2 separate regions of the Mus musculus genome follow, and region 1 is linked to region 2. The links are chromatin contacts, called in public Hi-C maps. All regions are on one chromosome and are shown on one strand. The core of a region is the stretch at or near the end of the contact, and the rest is flanking DNA. Distances in the headings are between cores, read along the strand shown. Region 1 has its middle 1.2 Mb from the start of D3Ertd751e. Region 2 has its middle 670 kb from the start of D3Ertd751e.

Region 1 (5,986 bases), core at 1,926-4,425, 490 kb after region 2:
ACTAAGTGACAAGAACAAATCCAAATGCAGTCCTGACTTAGAGTGTAAATTAGGAGAATGGCAGAGGCCCTTCCAACATCATAAATTACTCTGTGAGTGCCAGTAACAACAGCTCTCACTACCAGTCATTTTGCATGATGATGCTCTGGAAAACGACAGTTGATGAGGGAGCATCTTTGTGTCAATAAAGCTACCAGGTTGTTCTCTATACACATGGCAGGGCATGATCAGAGGAACTACTACTGCTCTAAAACCTACCTGTGTGAAATAGATTACAGACATATGCCTCAGCCTCACTAGACACCGAAATGACAGCAATCATACTCTTGAGTTATCACCAAACACATTCAGAATACGCTCAGGGCATGTCATAAAAACACACATAGTTTGTCTTGATTATCAGTTATATATGTAACTATAATATATAATTATCATGTTTATTGCAAGTTTTATTGATTATTTCAGGTGGATGAGAATGGAGTGTAAGACCTATATTCTATTAGTTTTAGAATTTCAGTAAAACATGTATACTTTCTGTTGTATATTTTTTTTATAACAAGTGGCTAGAGGTCCTTTTTTATGACTGGATTTGAATCAGACTTTATGTTACCACTAAAATTCATTTCCTGTATGGATGTCTCACTACTCAAAGCATTATTCACTACTTGAAAACAATATACTAACAACGGGACATCTTTAAAATAATCATATGTCTAAGTTGACTACATCACTGTATCATTTTTTCCATTGCTGGTTTATAATGTTCATACTTCTATATAGCAAAAATTAAGGCTTAGTGAGATTTTTATCATTTCATGTTTTTTGATTCATAAAATTTGTTTACATAGCCTCTTAAAACTTTTTGAAGAAAGAGGAACACAGAAAAGTTGAAAAACTTATTTCTGCTAATAATTTGCAATGCTTTGAATACCTCATAAGATATCAAGATTCATTAATAGATTTAAATGTCTTGAAAAATATTTAACTTCATAAGTAATCACTTTTCTGCTTTTCCTAAATATCTAATCTGCTGTGATTCATTATCAAGTGCAAAAATAAAAAGTGCTGTAGATGTTTCGAATACAAATACTTTTAATTAGAGGATTGTCTATGAATTTTGAGGTGCTAGCAAGGACACTTCTTTTTTTTTTTTTTTTTTTGGTCTTTATAATTTTTTTTTCTTTTTTTAATTAGGTATTTTCCTAATTTACATTTCCCAATGCTATCCCAAAAGTCCCCCATACCCACCCCCCACTCCTCTACCCACCCACTCCCCCATTTTGGCCTTGGCGTTCCCGTGTACTGGGGCATATAAAGTTTGCAAGTCCAATGGGCCTCTCTTTCCAGTGATGGCCAACTAGGCCATCTTTTGATACATATGCAGCTAGAGACAATCAAACTAGTCCTAGCTTCTTCCTACCTCCTATGCTTTCAGACTCCCTAAGAGTGCTTTCACTGGAGACCCTGGAACAGGTCAGATGTCAAGACCAGCACACTCACACACATGCAGTTATAAAGAAACTGTCAGGCAAAACCAAGGGAGGTCAATCCAAGGAGGATCTCCAGTGTCAACAAAAGGAATATGTTTTTTCTTGTCTCCATTTTCTAGTGTTTCAGAAAAATAAATAATGAGATCAAAATTTAAACAACAAAACAGAACAACAAAACCAAAACTCAACTAAACAAACAAAAACTATGAAGCTGTGTGATTCTTCTCAGTTGTTAAGTTAGAAGAAAGTAAATAGGTTAAGTTATGCTAATTTTCAGTTCATAACCAAAAAAAATATTTTTCTGTCAGAACATAAAGCAAAGCCTCCCAAACTCCCTCTCATAATCATCACCATATAGTTTGTTCCTCTTTTGTTAGATTTAGATTTTGTTTTTATTTTATGTCTGTTTTCCCCTGTGTGCCATGTGTGTCTGTATGCCATGTATAGAGTCCAGAATGAGGCACTGGATACCCTTGGAGCTGGAGTTAAAGGTGGTTTTGAGCCCATGTGTGGGTGCTTGGAAATGAACCTGGGTGCTCTGCAATAGTAGTTACTACTTTTGACCTCTGGGCTATCTCTCCAACCCAAACCTGGAAGTCTTTCATTAGTCAACTAGAACCTAGCCCCTTTGTCAAACAGCATATTCCCCAGGGCTTGGTCTCTTTCTTTGCCCTCTGTCACATTTTCCTCAGTACAGCACATGATCCTAGCCACTGGTTCCAAAACTGTCTCAGGCCCTAACCACACAATTGTATTTTAGCAGATGGGGAAATCACAGAATCAACCAAAGCACAGCTGCTCTTTGAGGGAGCTATTCAAAATCTCAAGGAGGTCTGAGTCTTTCAAAGTGTGATTGAGGACAGATTTTAAGTCTCTGATTGCCTGGGAGCTTTTTGGATACTCTTAAGTTAGATCAGAAAATGCTTCTGAAAACATCATATCTTAGAGAGTGCAGTTCTTGGCTTCATAGCAGTGATGTTCTAATTCAAAGTCTTTTCCTTTCTTATGACATTCAAATCTTCGTCAAAGGACCACTATTCAATGCAGACTCCCATTTGAGAGTTTGGCTGTCACAACCAAGCACATTCTGCTTCCTTGTAATGATATAAGGCAAAATGACACTAAATCTTATGTCTTGGTCCATAGATTTTAATGACCATATTAACCAATAGCTAGATGTGACTGCCTACCCAAGGCAGCCTCTATTTTTACACTGCTCCAACTTTGAGACCCACCAGACAATTTTGGGTTACTCAAAAACAAAAACTCTACAATACATTGTTGCTAGACAGCATTGGTTCTAACAATGTGTACTACAGGGAACAATAAGGTAGTCTGCCTTCCGTACAGTCATAATTATTGACTCCTACACATGGGCACACAAATGTTTACGGAAACACAAATAATCAAACAGACCTCTCTTCCCAAAATTCTATCAGTTACTTCAACTGCTTGAGTTGTCTCTTTATACTTTTCTTCAAGTTTCCACACTCTAAACCCTCTAAAGAGGAGAGAGAGAGAGAGAGAGAGAGAGAGAGAGAGAGAGAGAGAGAGAACATATTACCAGTGATCTCAAATTCACAATACTCTCTGTAAACATTTCATTCTCAATGTCCTGCCTCTCAACTTCTAAGGACACTTACTAAATCATTAACTGTTGTCTAATCATTCACCAGCTATTTACAGAGCCTTATTAAAGCCATTATCCAATCCAAGGAAGACTTACTTGTGGCGTGAAATGGATTATTCGGCTGCTAACAAGGGCAAATAAAATTGTCTGTTAAATATTAACAGAAGAAGGCAACTACAGATATCTGTTGTCTTGGTCAGGGTTTCCATTGTTGTGAAAAGACACCATGATGAAGAAAATTCTTATAAAGTCAAACATTTAATTGGTGCTGTCTTACAATTTCAGAGGTTAACCCATTATCATTGTGGCAGAAAGAATCACAGTATGCAGGCAGATATGTTGCTGGAGGAGCCGAGGTTTCTATACTGTGATCTGAAGGCAGCAAGGATAATACTGGATGCCTTTCACTCTAGACATAGTTGCTTGAACACTTAAGATCTCAAAGCCCTGCCTCCACTGAGACACATCTACCACTAGGCCACATGTCCTTATATTGCCACTCCTCTATAAGGCAAGCATTCAAACACAGGAGTCTATGGGAGGTCATACTTCTTCAAACCTCTTCAAATCGCCATACCTAAGTATGCAAAAAGTCTCTGTTGTAGAGAAAATATTCCTTTTCAATAAAATGAAGAGATGATTAAAAAAAATAACCTTCAAGAAATTACAGGCCAATTGAATCAAACCTTATATGTATATGCACTGAAGACTAAGAAAACCTGGAACAGTGACATGAACCTAAATGAGAAGTAAGGTAGGAAAATGTAGCAGAAGCAGTTCAAGATAGAAAGACAATCTCCTCTCCCCATCAAACATTGCTGTTAGCTTCAGAGAAGAACTTTAAAATCTTGTTAATTCTTGATGCTTCCAGACCCATGTAAATTTCATTAACTTCTGTATTCTTACCAGCCTCCCTTTAGGAGGGATGGCTTCCATTTGAAAGAAGTAGCCACATAATAAGTTCTTCCTTGTGTTTTATAAAGCCCTCAGTTTTCCAGTAAATGCAATTTTAATTGGCTTTCTTCAGGAGTGTTGTTGTTGTTTAAAAGGCAAGACAAATATTAGTGCATAGTGTCTCCCTGTGCAAGCCACTGTAGATGTTTAGGTATTTACACATTCCTGAGTTTTTAAGAATAATTCTGTTTTAGCACCTTTTCTAGAGAGCTGAACAAAGATAATATATAAAATGTACCTTTGCTTAATCTGGCATTGATGCACTGTTCAGGGTTCCTTGGAGTGCACAGAGCCACACTCTCATACTTCCAAAAGCAGAGCCAAAGTGCTTCAAGTACTCCTTGCCCTTCCGTCTCTTGTCTTTCTACATTCTCCAGTCCTTCCCCAGTTTCCAATAAAGTCTGTGAAAATGTAGACACTTGACATTGGCTTTACCCTCTGTCCAAATTCAACGCTTAAAGAAACATGTCTGAGAGTATTCTGAGGAACTTCCCTTTCTGTTGACATTTAAAATCTTCTAGACCCTACACTGTTCCCAGTGGGATCTCTGCCACTAGGACTGAAATCTAATTTGACTGTCACAAAAATGTAAAATAAAGCTGAAGCTAGAGAAAACAGAGATGTTTAACTCTCTAGTTAGCAATAACATTGTCTACAAGTAGCAATCATCCCTTCTCAGGCATAAATAATAGGGCCCTGGAGGGATCTGTGTAATCCTTGAAGAAAATAAATGTCAGTAGTCCAGTGGTAGTGAAAGGTACATAGGGTGCCCTTAGAGGACTCATAGAGGACAAAGTGATAGAATGAACAACACGAAGTAAAGTTTCCTATATTGTAGGAATGCTGGAGAAGGAATAGCCTCTAAAGTGTACATGTATGTTTATATGTATATACATATGCATATGTATAATATCCATATATGTATATGCACACACACATATACATATATTCCTGCAGGACAAGAAATTTGATTGTCATCACCCTCAGTGTAATATTGGGGTCTTTATACTAGAGGCGAAAATCAAAACTAACAATTGGCCAGTGTAATGCTGATGTGAAGAAATCTTGGCATCTCTGTTGAGGAATAGAGAGAATGCATCAGAATGGTCTTAAGAGTCAGCACCTGCCCTGCAGTCTTTTGTTCCCTGAAAGACTAAAAACTGAACAGTTATCAACTTTCGAAACTAAAAGTTATGTTGAGAAAAGTAATAATGTTTCTATGGTTTTATGCATGGATAAGTTTTGAATAATAAGGCCTAACAATAATTGTGACTAACTCCTTTGATTTTTATGTAGGTATTATAGATGTGTATCTCATTAATTAAAGTTTTATAATTTCTCCCCATGATGACAGATTGAAAAATAACATTTAAAACACATTTGAAAGTTATTACAAAAATAACTTTCCATTTAGTAATAATGGGTAAGAAGTTTTAATATTTTTAGGAAATCCTTAATGCTTTCAGCTTTTTTGCTCTCTATAATCAGAATAGAAAGTTTTAGTAAGAAATGATTATCTAAGTTATCACAATTTTACTGTCCTGAACAATGACATACTTCTGAGATATTGGTGGCACTTCATTAGTATATGATGAAATGAAAATAATTAAATGAGATGGGATTAAATGTTGGAACAAAAGTTCAGTTAAACAATATTTTCCAATAAGTTTATACTTTGTATATTAGATTTGGTATATATATGAAAGATTATCGATCCATAATAAAGCTAAATCTAACCATAACAGCAATGAGAGATATGACAAAGATATATTTTTCCAGACACAATGAAAAAACTAAATGTAATAGAGACTGTGTCTAGAAAGTCAGTTTTAGGGAAGGACGAATTTGGGGAAACCTTCACGGAGTAATCAGTCTGCAGGAAGACAGAATAGAATGTGTGCCAAAACTAGAG
Region 2 (6,522 bases), core at 1,121-3,620:
ATCTTCAGGAGCAAGAAGCAAGAGCCAGAGCAAGAGAGCAAAAGAGCAAGCGCTTTATTGCTTACATCTTTAGGAGCCAGAGTGCAAGAGCGCAAGAGAGCAAGAGCCAGAGCAAGAGAGAGAATGGCGAAACCCCGTCCCCTTTAAGGAGAATTATTCTCCGCCTAGGACGTATTACTCCCTGATTGGCTGCAGCCCATCGGCCGAGTTGTCGTCACGGGGAAGGCAGAGCACATGGGGTGGAAAACTACCCTTGGCACATGTGCAGATTATTTGTTTACCACTTAGAACACAGGATGTCAGCGCCATCTTGTAACGGCGAATGTGAGGGCGGCTTCCTACACTCCTTTAATATATTATTTCTAAAATACTTGTTCTGGGACCACAAATGTAATTATTGAAGACATCAGCCCTGTATAAATAAAAATGATTGATATATTGGTATTTAGATACAGAAATATATTTTCAAACTGCTTTTGTTGGTTTTATTTCTGATGATGTGCCTCACTACTAGGAAGTGACTTAAAAGTATTTTAACGGTGGCTTTGAGTTTGTTTTTGAGACCTTATTTTTATTTTCAGTCATGTGGATGTGTGTGAGGGTTTATGGATGTGATTGAAGGTGTGTATGGATTCTCAGAAAGGCTACAAGATGCTCTGGAGCTGGAACTACAAGCTCTCGTCAATAACCTCATGTCAACGCTGGGATTTAAAACTATTTCATCAGAAGAACAGCAAGCAGCGTCTGCACTTCTGAGCCATCTCTCCAGCTCTGAGGTCTTTAACACGTGTCACTTGCACAGTACTCTGAGACACAGAGACAAATATTTAATTTGCTCATTGCTCATTATTTACGCAAACGCTCTAATTAATACCTCTCTTGTGCCAGCTACCTTCTGATATTGTAACAAAATACGGTATATTTTCTTGCGGTAAATCTGACCCAGTTTACTCAAAAGACTCTGGTGAGGGAACCTCAGGGTTCTCACATAACCCATTAGGGATAAATGCCTTTTGCATTTAGTGCAATGGCAAATATAGAAAACGGCTTAGTGGTTGTGTCGTTCATCTCTAACTTGTGAGGGGATCTCTATCAATATTTGTCGGAATTAGTGTGTAGTGGATTAGGTTATGCATTATACAAAGGTAATATTTATTTTAGAAATTGGTCTCCTTTGCAAAGTCAATCGAGGGTGCGAAGAGGAGTGGGTGACAATGCATGCGCAACTTCACCATCAGCCCCAGGAATTCATAACTTACAGGAAGCTTCCAGTTCCTTAAGCAAGACTCAGGCTGTGAGTACACTGTCAGTGACTACAACACTATCTCCTCAGATAATGCAGTGTGGAAACAGTGTATCATGCTACCTCTTTGGGGCAGACACAGAATAATATTTGAAAGAACATTAATTGGTGGAAAGTTGGATTGTTCATTAGTGGTTTGCCTACGCAACAAAGCTATATCACATTTTGTTGTATGAGAACATTGCTGAATCCTGACTAGGCCCACAAGCATAAACTAGAGGGATTAGTCAAAAGGGGCTTAAATTAATGACAAAAACCTTCTCAGATTGTGACTGGTTTTTTTTTCTTTCCCCTCTGCCTCTAACTTCTCTGTCTCTGAAGTTATTAATTAATTTTCCTACAAATTTTGTGACTTCTTAACTGGCAATAGAAAAGGTGGTTTGTTTATGTTACAGTGACTGAGTCACATACGGAAGATTGGTAGACAACAACTATTGTCAGCTAATCTTTGCATTAGCCAGTTGTTTAGAGTATACTTGGAATTACATTTTAAGTGAGCTTAATGTACAATCTTTTTTTGGTTTGATAGGGAGTGATATGTCAAATCTTATGTGAGCATTTGGAAATTTTACCTCTTACTTTAGCATCTTATATAAAGAGTCAGATGCATGTGTTTGCTTTGCAGTATATATTATTCCAAAATTTTTCTAGAGCAAATATTAGCCCCACATTCCAGATAGCTCAGGAGGGAAAACAAGGATCCATTTAAAGCTGACCCTCCTCTTTTTAGCAGAGAGGCCTGAGGTGTGTTCGCAGACTGTGCTGTCACAGCACTGGGTTAACTGACATTTTGAAATGATTGTGGTAGTGAACTTCCTGAAGGCACTTGCTCCATGGTTGGTTAAATTGCACACATTTTTCAGTCAAACATTTTCCTGGCTGCATCAAAGGTGTTGGGTAACTGTGTTAACCTTGGTGTGTTTTGGCAATAGGAGATCAAGTAAAAGTCAATAAATGTCTCTCACAGCCCTGATAAACTCCAAGGGCACAAACAGAGGTGTTTATGAGCTGTAGGGGACAATTTGGTCAAGTATAAGTTTCCTTTCAAATTGCTTATTGCCATTTTAGTGCTAGCAGAACATATTTTAAGTCACTGCTTTGACAGAACATATTGGTTGGCATTGCGTAGGCTTCTGTGTTTTTATGAGACAGATGGCAATTACCACTTTTGTTCAATGTTATCTTTTAGCTTTAAGCATCACATTTACTAGTGAACTGGACTTTGCTACAGTTTTTTTTTAACTTGGAGCAATGCCATCTGATAAAAATCTCTATACAAATAAATATTAAGATGACTGTTTACATACTAATAAGCAAGTGAGAGATGAACAAAAAGTCTTTTTAAATGGGCTCAGGATGTGACAGTTTCTCTCTTTACATTGTTTCTTCATAATTTTCAACCTCTTAGGAGTGGTATACAAAGATGGCTATGGAGAATACAGTTGCAGATATATTTTATAAAGACCGTTAGTCTTTTAGTGTCTCAGAAGTAAATTATATAGCTTATTTACAGTTCCATTGTTCTCATGAAAACTAATCTTTCACACAGAGATTATTAAGAGAATAAACTTTGTAAGATATCTAATATTTTCATACTTAAATATTGATCCAAATGTTTGCTTTTTGAGGCAAAATTTAAAACCGTTGTTTCCTTGAAGTTAATATTCAATTTAACATGTTCTAAAATCAATCAAATGCAAAGGATTAAGAAATCCATGATTTGCTTTCTTTTTTCAGTTTTTCCCATCACTAGGGAAATGGTATTGATTTTTTAAAAAACTTTCAGCATCATATTCTTTTTAACTTTGGTTATAGACCCTGACAGGTTATAAATAAATAATATTATCTGGAGACAAATAAAGAGGAGTTATATAATTTTGAAATATACTTAAAGTAAGGCCCTTTATCACTTATTTAGTGAACTTATAATATATTTAAATTCTCAAGATTCTTTAGAGTTGCAGATTCTAATACAATCTGGTATTTTCAACTTTTATTAATATAGCATGGTTTTACTAATAAAGTTGTCTGGTGCTGGTAATTTTATCATTGTTTTAGTAAGGACACCAAGAGTCTGTGATACTGAAAATTGCTTGATAGCTTAAGTCGTTTATAGCTAGCTTGAATTGCTTGAATTGCGAGCCTTTTGTGTCAACCTTGGCTTCCCTTAGAGCCCTGGGCAGTCCCTAAGGAACTTCATCCCTTATCCCATGAAGCTATCACAGGGATGGTGTAGCTCCTAGAACCAGCCTATCACATCTTCCTCTATTCCATGACCTGTAACAGTGCCTGCCATTCCATTATCTTTAGCTTGATATACTGTCCTTGAATTTGTTTAATTAAGTCACAAAAAAGTTTCCAGTTGTCAAAACCATTGGTTTCTTCCTGATTCATTTCATTCAACACATCTGCACCCTGTGAGACACTTGACTGTCCTCTTTTCAAGCTTCTTTCTCCATTGTTCTTGGTTTCTTATGGGATGGTATTTTTTCTTTCTGTCCATTACAAAGAGACCTGTGGGTTTCACCACCTCCATGTTCTCATCTCTAGAATTTATATATTAGTTGCTCACATTTCTCTGTGTCTCTGAAGTCCTTGTTCAGTTTGTATACTGGACTTTAAATGGTCCTCAAGGATTCCAGACTCCCGGTGCTCACACTGCTGTCTTCACTTTCACTACAGGCTATGCTACCTTCATTGGTTCACTTCTCTAGGTGTTAGAAAGCTCTTTGCATCTTCCCTCTCAGCCACTCTCAATCACATGTACCTATGTCTTTAGAATCTGCTTTCTACTTTCCAGCCATGCTTTCAATGCCCTACCCACTATGCTTTAATATAACCAAGAGAGAGCTGGTATTTTCTATACTACTCTTCCTGCTTCCATTCAAGCTACAAAATAACTCCCCAATAATAATATCGTGTCTCTTCAAATAAAATGCTGCAACTACTGAAAGTATGTATTTCCATCACTTGTGTGAGTGTGTTTGTAGAGTCCAGAAGAGAACATCAAATCTTCAGGACTTACAAATGGTTGTGAACTGCCATGTGAGAGCTGGCAATTGAACCCTCTGCAAAATTCTCTTAGCTTCTTAGCTATTTCTCCAGCCCAGTTTTGCTTTTTTCAAACAATTCTATTTCATTTGGAAGACAAAATTGTGGATACTTTGGTCCTTTTCAGAAGAGGGAACAAAATACCCATGGGAGGATGTGGGAAGTTGTGCACAATCGCCATTACAAGATGGCACTGGCTTCCTCAGTGCCTAACTAGTAAACAAGCAATGTGCGCAGGCAGGTGCTGGAGTAAATTCATGCCAAGTCACTGCCCATCCCAGGGTGTAATAGTGGGGTGATGAGTGAGCAGCTAATCAGAAGCTGACACGTCACACGGAGGGGTATTTAAGCAGCTCCTTTTTCCGGGTTCGGGGTCTTCCTGAGAAGTAAGCAATAAAGCTTTGCCATAGAAGGATCTGGTTGTCCGAGTGTGTTTTGCTGGCGAAACATTACAAGGACAGGAGGAGACACAGAGACAAAGTGTGGAGCAGAGATTGAAGTAAAGGCCATCTAGAGACAGCTCCACCTGGGGATCCATCCAATAGAGTTACCAAACCCAGACACTCTTGTGGATGCCAACAAGTACATGCTGACAGGAGCCTGATATAGCTGTCTCCTGAGAGACTCTCCCAGTGCCTGACAAATACAGAAGTGGATGCTCTCAGCCAACCACTGGACTGAGCACAGGGTCCCCCAATGGAGGAGCTAGAGAAAGGACCCAAGGAGCTGAAGAGGTTTGCAGGCCCATACGAGGAACAACAATATGAACCAACCAGTACCCACAGAGTTCCCAAGGACTAAACCACCAATCAAAGAGTATATGGCTCTAGCTGCATATGTAGAAGAGGATGGTCTTGTCAGACATCAATGGAAGGAGGGACTCTTGGTCCTGTGAAGGCTCAATGCCCCAGTGTAGGGGAATGCCAGGACAGGGAAGAGGTTGTGGGTGGGTTGGTGAGCAGGGGGAGGGGGGAGGGGATATGGGGGGTTTAGGAGGGGAAACAAGGAAAGGGGATAACATTTGAAATGTAAATAAAATATCTAATAACAATAAATACATTAACTAAAAACAACAAAAAGACTTAATTCTGACCACAGGTATTTCAGTCTTCCAAGCATAAGACCTAGACTCAGTTCCATGAGCATTCATGGACGGTGAGGATTGGCTTGTGCTCTGCCTATCATTGTCTCCATGGCCTCCACTGTCTCTAACCCTCTCTTGGTTTTTCGAGACAGGGTTTCTCTGTATAGCCCTGGCTGTCCTGGAACTCACTTTGTAGACCAGGCTGGCCACGAACTCAGAAATCTGCCTGCCTCTGCCTCCAGAGTGCTGGGATTAAAGGTGTGTGCCACCATGCCCAGCACCCTCTCCACTCTTAAGTTCCTCCAGTTGAAACAGCAGAGCAGTAGAGAACAGGCAGGCAGATACCTTTTCACTTGCTTTAAAGATGGTCTTGAATTCTCATTGTTTGATTTATTGTTTGTTGGTTTTATGGTCTTGATAATGCTGCCATTCTGCCTTCTAGACTAGAGTCTCAGAAAAGGTATTTAGTTCCCCATCCTCTTTGTGGTCATTTTTTTTTCACGTGACTTCAAGGTGTTTAAATCCTCATAATATCCTTACATTTGAGCTTCTCTTTCCTGTGGTGCAGTGACTCTAAACAGAAGGAATTCTCAGGCTGTAGAAAGAATGCCTGAAGAAGTCAGGGTTTAAAGGTAGAGTCTGTTGGCCCCTTTGCTTCTTGCAACTTTTGCCCTTTGCTGGTCCCTGTATTTAGTTCTCTCTACCTTAGCAGCAGTGGGAAAGTGGCATGCAGCTCAACTCTTCCACAGATAGCTAATAAAGAAGAGAAAGTCTATGTCCTTTTCCTATGGGAATTTTGCCAGAATTGAGGCGTTTTCTCAAACCCTATGATAGCCTTTTTGTAGAGATACAGGTCTCTTAAATTGGCACCCTCAATTTTTCAATACTACACTATTTTGGTAACTGCTCCCTATCTATGGTTACTTAGTACCTGAAAGCTGACTTGTTAAAATGGATATTTGTGGTAAGAATAAAATATGAACATAGTATTAATGGCTTTGATAAAATATTATAAATTATTTTCATATGTATTTGATGATGAAAATACTTTTAATATATTGGTTTTGATATTGTTAACAAAATT

Evidence for each region. A called contact is a pair of places that touch in the nucleus more often than the background predicts.
Region 1: a contact with region 2 is called in a Hi-C map of liver, with 3 times the contacts expected there. The contact joins two enhancer-like sites. A contact is called at or near these places in 2 of 484 Hi-C or Micro-C datasets (cerebral cortex and liver).

What each region holds. Positions count from the first base shown.
Region 1 is chr3:42,895,951-42,901,936 of GRCm38.p6, forward strand. No RefSeq gene overlaps it. Among named protein-coding and RNA genes, the nearest start is that of D3Ertd751e, 1.2 Mb to the left of the region's middle. Within about 2 kb of position 3,176, at least 7 of the 459 cell types and tissues checked have an H3K27ac peak or open chromatin away from gene starts, as enhancers often do. A contact at or near this core is called in liver, where this site is marked.
Region 2 is chr3:42,406,986-42,413,507 of GRCm38.p6, forward strand. No RefSeq gene overlaps it. Among named protein-coding and RNA genes, the nearest start is that of D3Ertd751e, 670 kb to the left of the region's middle. Within about 2 kb of position 2,371, at least 8 of the 459 cell types and tissues checked have an H3K27ac peak or open chromatin away from gene starts, as enhancers often do. A contact at or near this core is called in liver, where this site is marked.